Regions from separate parts of the Columba livia genome. Here region 2 is linked to region 1. Evidence: chromatin contacts called from public Hi-C data. All regions are on one chromosome and are shown on one strand. The core of a region is the stretch at or near the end of the contact, and the rest is flanking DNA. Distances in the headings are between cores, read along the strand shown. Region 1 holds the start of ATXN10 (ataxin 10). Region 2 holds the start of WNT7B (Wnt family member 7B).

Evidence for each region. Hi-C and Micro-C count contacts between places; a contact is called where the count stands out from the background.
Region 2: a Hi-C map of liver shows a contact between it and region 1, with 4 times the contacts expected there. The contact joins the promoter of WNT7B here to the promoter of ATXN10 in region 1. A contact is called at or near these places in 2 of 2 Hi-C or Micro-C datasets (crop and liver).

What each region holds. Positions count from the first base shown.
Region 1 is chr1:139,598,846-139,602,681 of bColLiv1.pat.W.v2, reverse strand. It overlaps ATXN10 (ataxin 10), which reads right to left and starts at 2,224. Exons shown (of 11, transcript XM_021297335.2): 1 at 2,062-2,224.
Region 2 is chr1:139,886,885-139,890,960 of bColLiv1.pat.W.v2, reverse strand. WNT7B (Wnt family member 7B) reads left to right here and starts at 2,209. Exons shown (of 4, transcript XM_005509524.3): 1 at 2,209-2,777. The coding sequence starts at 2,707. It overlaps LOC110364023 (a long non-coding RNA gene), which reads right to left and starts at 1,968. Exons shown (of 3, transcript XR_010466753.1): 1 at 1-1,968.

The sequences.
Region 1 (3,836 bases), core at 975-3,474:
TTACACAGGAAGGTGTCCAGGCGGGTTTTGAATGTCTCCAGAGTAGAAGACTTCACAACCCCCCTGGGCAGCCTGTTCAGTGCTCTGGCACCCTCACTGAGAAGAAGTTTCTTCTCATATTTGAGTGGAACCTCTTGTGTTCCAGTTTGAACCCACTACCCCTTGTCCTCCCATTGGTTGTCACCAAGAAGAGCCTGGCTCCATCCTCATGATGCTCACCCTTTATATATTTATAAACGTTAGTGAGGTCACCCCTCAGTCTTCTCTTCTCCAAGCTAGAGAGACCCAGCTCCCTCAGCCTTTCCTCATAAGGGAGGTGCTCCACTCCCTTGATCGTCTTTGTTGCCCTGCACTGGACTCTCTCCAGCAAGTCCCCCTGAGCTTACCCTAACAGCAACACTCCATACCGGCTCCTTGCTTTCTCCAGTAACCCCCTGCTTTCTCCGTCTACCTTAAAGCTCCTAAGAAGCATCCAGCCACCACAGCCCACCTCACTGCATGGAAGGTACCCCAGCCACCAAGGCCTACAACCACCGTCCTCATCCCAAGTCCTTGCCCTCATATGGGTACAAAACCATCACCCAGCAGGGCCCTCACACAGGCACATCCTACCCCTTTTTGGCCACCCTGCAGGGCCCACCGTGGTTTTTTGCCCCACAGCAGCCACTCCCATGGCTACAACCCACCTGAGCCTACCTGCCCCAGGGGAGCAACTTCTGTCACCTGTGACTGACAAATACAAAACTATCCTCCCCGGCACTGATAATAGGAACAAAAAATCTTTTAAAAACCCCTAGGCATAATGTAGCAAGACTAGGCATAATGTAACAGAAACCTAACAGCAAAACAACAACTCTATAGAGACTGGACATAAGGCAAAGTGGGATGTCCTTGGCTTACAAGCTGGGAAAGCGAAATGTTCTGCTAAATGAAGAGCTACCTGCGTTTTGGTGAGTAGCAGCACCAAATGACAATGTGCATGCTCAAGAAATTAGGTCAAGAAGCCAACGCTGGGTGGGGACACCACCCTGTGAAGACCACAGGGGACCACGAAGAGACCCCTGATGAAGACTCTCAAATACAAAAGATGGACATCCGTCAATGGGCGGGGTTATGTAAATAGTTTATGTTTAATGCATTAACTAAGCAGTACAAACAAATGAAGATGCAATAGCTGTATGTAATAAATACCAAGAAGTGCGAATCACGCACATGCTCGATTAGAGGAACATCCTCCGAGCGTCCGGCACGCTGCAATAACCACTTTCAAAACAGCGTTAAGGAGTCTTTTTTGCCGACTTTTCGGTATCAGCGCAGGGACGGAAGCAGACTGCCAGCTCCCCATGGCACCCCGGAGGGGAGAAGGGACAAGTCACCCACTCTGGCTCCAGCCCCACAGATAACTCCCAGGTCCCACACGAACAGCCCCCGGGGGATGCAGAGATGAGGGGGGGCAGAGATTGCACGTCAGGAACCGCCGGCACCTGGGCCGCTGCTCTGCGAAGGCCGCAGCCGACTCCCCGAGGGGCAGCACGGCGCTCAGAGCCGAGGCGAGCCCCTCCCGCCAACACGCGGACGGGCGGGCAGGCACACAGCCGCACAGACCACCCGGGCCCGCCGGCACCGCCGCTTCCCGCGGCCGGAATTCCCTCCCCCGGCCCACGTGGCTGCGAGCGGCCCCTCCTCCCCGCTACCTGGGCTGCGCCTCCCGGAACAGGCCCGTCAGCGCCCGCACGCTCTCCAGCCGGGCCTGCGGCGCGGTCGCTACAGCGCGTCCCAGCCGCGCCGCCGCCTCGGACAGCGCTCCCGCCGCCGCCATCGCCGGCCCCGCCGCGGCCCAGCTCCGCCCCCCGCCGCGCGGAAATGGCGGCGGCCCGGCCCCGGCGGACGGGTGGTGCGCTCGGCGCTGCGACCCGACCCGCAGGGCCGCCGCGGGGCACGGTGGTAAAATGGCCGCCCCGCCTGTGGGAGCTGGGGTAGCTCATGGCGTGGGTCCACGGTGCGTAAACCTTGCCGTTCTCCCCGTGAAAAATAAACCGTAGGGACAGCTTTCTGTTGCACCTTGAGCTGGAGAGTGTCTGCAGGAGGCCACGAAGTTGGTGAAGGGTTTGGAGAGGACGCTATATGAGGAGCAGCTAGTCACTGGGTTTGTTCAGCCTGGAGAAGAGATGGAGGGGAGACCTCATGGTGGCTACAGGTTTCTCACAAGGGGAGGAGGAGGGGCAGGTGTTGATATTTCTCTCTGTTGATCAACTACAGAATCCGAGGGAATGGCAGGAATATGTGTCGGGGGGGTCTAGGTTGGACATTAGGAAAAGGTTCTTCCCCCAAAGGGTAGTGGAGCACTGGAACAGGCTCCCCAGGGAGGTGTCACGGCCCCAAGCCTGACAGTGTTCAAGAAGAGACTGGACAAGGCCCTCAGACACATGGCGTGAACTGTGGGGTTGTCCTGTGCAGGGACAGGAGTTGGACTCGATGGTCCTTGTGGGTCCCTTCCAACTCAGGACATTCTGTGCTTGCACCTCCCACCACGGGCCTGTAGCCACCCAGGCGCTGCCCCTCGGCTCTCCACAGGGAGCGGGGTGAAGGCTGGTTGTGCACCGCAGACCTCAAGTCTGGGCCTTCTGCTCATCCCATGTGCTTTCGGAGGTGTCTGCCGGTAAATGGTCCAACATGCAAACAAAAAGCATGCATATAAAAAGCATACGTATGTTGAGGGAAGAACATCAAGCTACCCATGGATAAAAAGACCTGTTTGTGGCCAAATGCTATAGAAAGCCTCATTAGCTGGAACTAAACTAAGTTTACCAAAGATAGTCAAAGAAATCTAAAAGCAATACCTCCTAATGCTGTCTCCAAAACAGGTTTCTGTCACCCAGCATGCAAGAAAAGCCAATTGTAGTGCACAGAAACGAGATATCACAGAGTTGCGCAAGTCTGGATGCAGGAACAAAGCCAGCATGCCAGAAAGAAAAGTAACAGCCATTATATACAAAGTCTTGTCACTACATTCACTCCTTGAACAGCCAATTGGTTACACATTTGTATATCGGTTACATAATAATTTTAGCGTATAATAAGCAACATTCAACTAAAGGACACTTTATCCAACAGTCTTGAGATATATGTTTTAGCAAGACTCGAGGCTCCAAAATGTCTAAAGGTGCAAGGCCAGTAGTCTCTATAGTGTCTGATTAGGTGTTTTGCAAGTTACTCTTACCTTTGTTAGATGAGCAGACTGACCAAAACTGAGAGGATTTACATATATTCAGGTTAGCAGTTGCTGGCAGGATTCATTCTTTTAAGTGATAATGACTACACCAACAGAAAGCTGGGTGGAAGAGAAACACACCAGTGATTCATTGCTTCCCACCCATGCCTTCCTCCCCGCATCTCCCAGGTACCTGTGGCCCTGGGACCAGTGCCAGGGCGCTGCAGGGGGAGAAGGGACCCATCTCCCAGAGCAGCCCCTGCACACCTGGAGGTTGTATCCCTCTGTTAGAAATAAACTTGCATGACTTGGGTTACCGGTGGGGCAGGCTTTTTAAGACCACTATTAAATTTGTTTGTCCATTAGTAAGTGTCATTTCCAGGCTTCTTCCTGGTAATTATTGTGTATTACTTATTAATGCACAAACAAGCAGCTCTCGACAGCTCTAGGAGAAATTAAGTAAGTAAAAAATGCCATGCAAGAGCCTTGGCAATCATACAAGTTCTTCAACAGCTCCTATTACTTTTAAGAATTGCCTGTTATGAGTAAAGAGTAATTTATCTCAACTGCAGTGAAACTCGAGACTAAGATTAGTGAAGCATCAGAAGTGTGCTGGCTGCAGCTG
Region 2 (4,076 bases), core at 960-3,459, 290 kb before region 1:
ATGTGGGGTACGTGCAAGGGAAAGGAAAGCAGTTCACGGCGAACACCCAGATTTTGCGCCGTTCAAGCCAGCGGCTGCGGCGAGGGTCCGGGACGGAGGGCACAGGCCTGCGCTCGGGAACCGCCGTTTCTGATCCCATCACAACCCGGTGGGAACGTGGAGCACCCCACTCTCGCCCCGCCGCCCTCGGACCCCACGACTCCCCGCAGCCGCCCAGAGCCTCGCCCCGGCCCGGCCACCCCCGCCGGCGCCACCGGCTGCCGCCCCTGGGTGGCGGTGTTACCCCGCGGGACGCAGCCGCGCCCGGCGCCGGGGCCGCCCCGGCCCCGCTTTCCGTGGCCTTCGCGGGGTCAGAAGCTGCCAGAGACTGCCCGCTGCCGCCGCCTCGGCTCGGCAGCCGCGTCTCCTCCCGCCGGGGCTGGACGGAAGGCCTGTGCGCCTCCCACGCCCGCGGGCATTGCCCGCTCCGCGACCCGCGGGCGCCCGGGGCTCTCGGGAGGGAACCTCGCTTGCAAAAGGCTTCAAACAGCGGGGAAAAAGAGGGAGGGGTAAGGAGAAAGGAGGCTGCATCTGGAATGTCCTCTGTGTGTTGGATGCCATTTGGATGGCAGCTCTAGGTAAAGTCATGAGGCTCTTGGGGAAATGGGTTTGCAAAAGTGAAACATGGTCTCACCTGAAAGTCCTTAAAAAATAGTAGGGATGCAAGAAAAAAAAAAGGTGTTTGGTCAGAGGGGGAAAAGAGTAAAGGACATTTAAATACAAGGAAAAGAGCGTGAAGGGAAAACGCAGCATTTTGAAAGGACACATTGATCATAGTTAAGTATTAGGAAAAATGTAGCAGAAGCGGTCTGGAGGGGGGCTGGCTGCCTGCAAGGGCCGGAGCATTGAGTATTAAAGAATAAAACGTGAGGAATGCGGGGGGAAAGGCAGAGCCACACCGATCAGCAGGGAGAGATAGCGGAGGGCGGCCGTGCGGTGAGCAGGCTCGGCCGTCTCCGTCCGTCCCAGGGAGGGGCCTCGACATGAGCCGCCACACAGCAGGGCCCTTCTCTGTCCCGTTACCCTCCCGCTTCCCCCTGCCAGGGACAGGCTTGGGATCTCTGCGCCATGCCCCGAGGAGACCCTCTTTTCGAGAGCTGGGTGGGTGACGGCAAGGTGCGGGCAGCGCTGACTGTGGGAGTCATCTAAACACGACCTGCGATTTCACACTGCATCTCTTCAACCACGGCAGCCTGGCTGGGCTTTAAAAAAAATCCTTTGTTTTCTCCATCAAGATAGAGGCTTTCTGATGAAGTTCTGTGTTCAGCCTCTTTTGCTTGCTTGTCACTGCCTGCTTTCCCTTCAGCATTTACTGGTGTGTGTTTAGCCGATTCTCTTTGAAAGATGCCTAGAGCTATCCATGTTTACTGTTACTACATGTATATAAATGTATGTGTGTAAGTGGGCATAGGTGCGCGGGTTTATCCCTATCTACATAACTTACCACAGCCCACAAACTTGTATTTGAGTGCTATTTAAGCGTGCATATGCATGCAGATATATGCCTCCAGACACGCACACATTGTGTAGAAGAGTGAAACAGATAATTCCACATAATTCAGGAATAAAATGGGCAGCTCAGAAATCGGTGTGAAAGAAAGACAGAGGAAGAAAGAAAACACAGTGAGAAAGACAGAAAGAAAAGGAAGCCTTGCTTAACTGTCTGAACACAAAGTGAGGTTTTCTCTCACCGATTAATCTCCCTAGCAGCGGCAAACTGAATATCCTAAACCAGTGTTAAAAGCCAAGTATATATGTTTCTTAAAAAAAGAAGAATGTTTTCTTACTGTGGAAAATGAAATCAAATTTAGTGTCAGGCATTTATGTTCAGCAAGGTTGAATGGCCAAAGAGAAATAGTGTGGACACACACACACACATACACATCGCTTTCTAAGATATGGGGTTGTAAGCAAATGTGGGTTAGAAAGAAAAAAATTTTGATTAGAAAGAAAAAATTTTTAAAAAAGGAAGAAGAAAAAAATTTTTTTAACAATCTCTTTTACGAAGTCCATACATTGCAAATCCAGCCGCGTTACCATACTAGAGGAAATGAAAAAATGCTTCGGTTTGAGAGGACGAATCCTTTATTTCCCTTATTGGATACGTTTCATGTGTTTCCCCCAACACTCCGACTTAAGGACATGCCTTCTGAAACACAAAGACACGCATAACTCGCACACGAACATGCACAGAGACAGATAAGATATGTATTGGATCCTGACACATACGGGGAGGAGGGAAGAGCAGGAGAGAGAGAGAGAGTGAGAGAGAGAGATCCTCCTACCTGGAGCCACAGATTGCAAGATACGTAGTGTTACCTGGGGAAGTCAGAACAAGTAAAAACACATTGAACTTCAGGGCTCTATGAGGCAGTTGATCAAGATCAGTGCTTGCTCATTTTCTCCCTCAGACTGTCTGTCTTGGGTTTTTGTTTTACCGTTTTGAGCAGCTCTTTCTATTTTTTCCTCCCTCATAGCTTTAATATCGTAGCCGCTTTCGGTCACCATGGCTCTGGGAAGAGCTGCTTACCTGCACGGTGCTGATTTTTTACAGTTCGGCCGGCTTTGCTCCTGGGTAGCTTCAGCAATGCTCTTGACTGGGATTTAACCGACAAGATCAGTTCGACTTTTTGTGCAATTTTTATGGCTCAGTCCATTCCCTAGATCATGCACAGAAACTTTCGGAAGTGGATTTTCTACGTGTTTCTATGCTTTGGAGTCATCTATGTCAAATTAGGGTAAGTCCTTGTGCACGACAAATCTCCTTGGCTTTTGGGTCACGCTATTACAGAGTTGTGAACAAAATGTTGCAAAGGAAAAAAAAAAAAAAAAAGAAAAAAAAAAAAAACAAAAGGAAAGAAAGAGGTGATTATTTCTCTCTGTCGTCCCCCCTCCCACGGGTGTCCAAGCGGTGGCAGCTCCCACAAAGCACCCGTGGGTTTCTCCCGGGTCCCGAGGCTGCGGGGCCGCTCAGCCACGGGGAGCTCCAGCAGCCCCGAGCCTGGAGGGAGCCGGTCGCGGGTGATGACGGGTCCTTTTATTTTGTACTGCTTAAGCGAACTTAAATATTATCTCTGGCGTAGTGTACCCTCAGGAAAAAAAAAAAAAAAAAAAAAAAAAAGGCAAGAAAAAAAAGCAGCCTGACAGAGTTAACTCAGCCGCTGCTGCTGGGACAATAGAGTAGAGCTTAAGTATTAAAAAGGCGAAAGGGGCGGGAGGAGGGGAATCCCTGCTCTGAACCTGCACTCAGGGATTTGTTTTATGCAGGCCTAGACACAATTTGCGTTTCTATCCATCACACGGACGTGTTGAAATTATCTTGACAACTGGTCCGGCTACCTCCGCTCTGAAGCGCCCGGGAAGCCGAGCGGGCTCCGCCGACGGGACCAGCCCGGGGGCCCGCAGGCCGGCTGGCAGCGGGGGCTCCCGGGAAGCCCGCTGTTTGCTCCTCGGTGTTTGATCACCGCGATCGAGATCACTCCGTTCTTTTAGTTGCCAAGTTTTCCCCTTTCTCCCTCTTCCTTTCCCCACCTCGTACCTGTATGGCTTTATTAATATTGCTCGTCGCAGTAGGCTGACTTGAGTTGAATTTCCACATTCCTGAGCCCCAGCCGAGTCCTTACCTGTCGAGCTACAAACTCTTTAAAGATTCTGTCTTTTCATAGCTGCGGGATTTTTTTTTTTAATGATCAAGAATGCATAAGGTGAGTTGCAATCCAGAAACGCTCGCTTCTCACCTTGAAATCAATGCGGGCAAGACGAGGGGATCCAAAGAGCAGCCCCCAAAGGCGGGAGAGCCGGGATAACTCCCCAGAGGGACAAGCAGGCCGGCCGGCAGCGCTGCGCGGCGCAGCACCCATTCCTGGAGCACAGCGGGAGAGCAGAGGCTCAGCGACAAGCGGGCAGCTGCCCGGCCCTGCCCGGCCGGCTGCCGGGACCTGCTGGGGCCGCAACAGCCCGGCCGCCTCGCCGCCTCTCCCGCCCGCCCCGCCGCCACAGCCGCGGGCGCTGCTCCGTGCAGGGTGCGCGACGGGGAC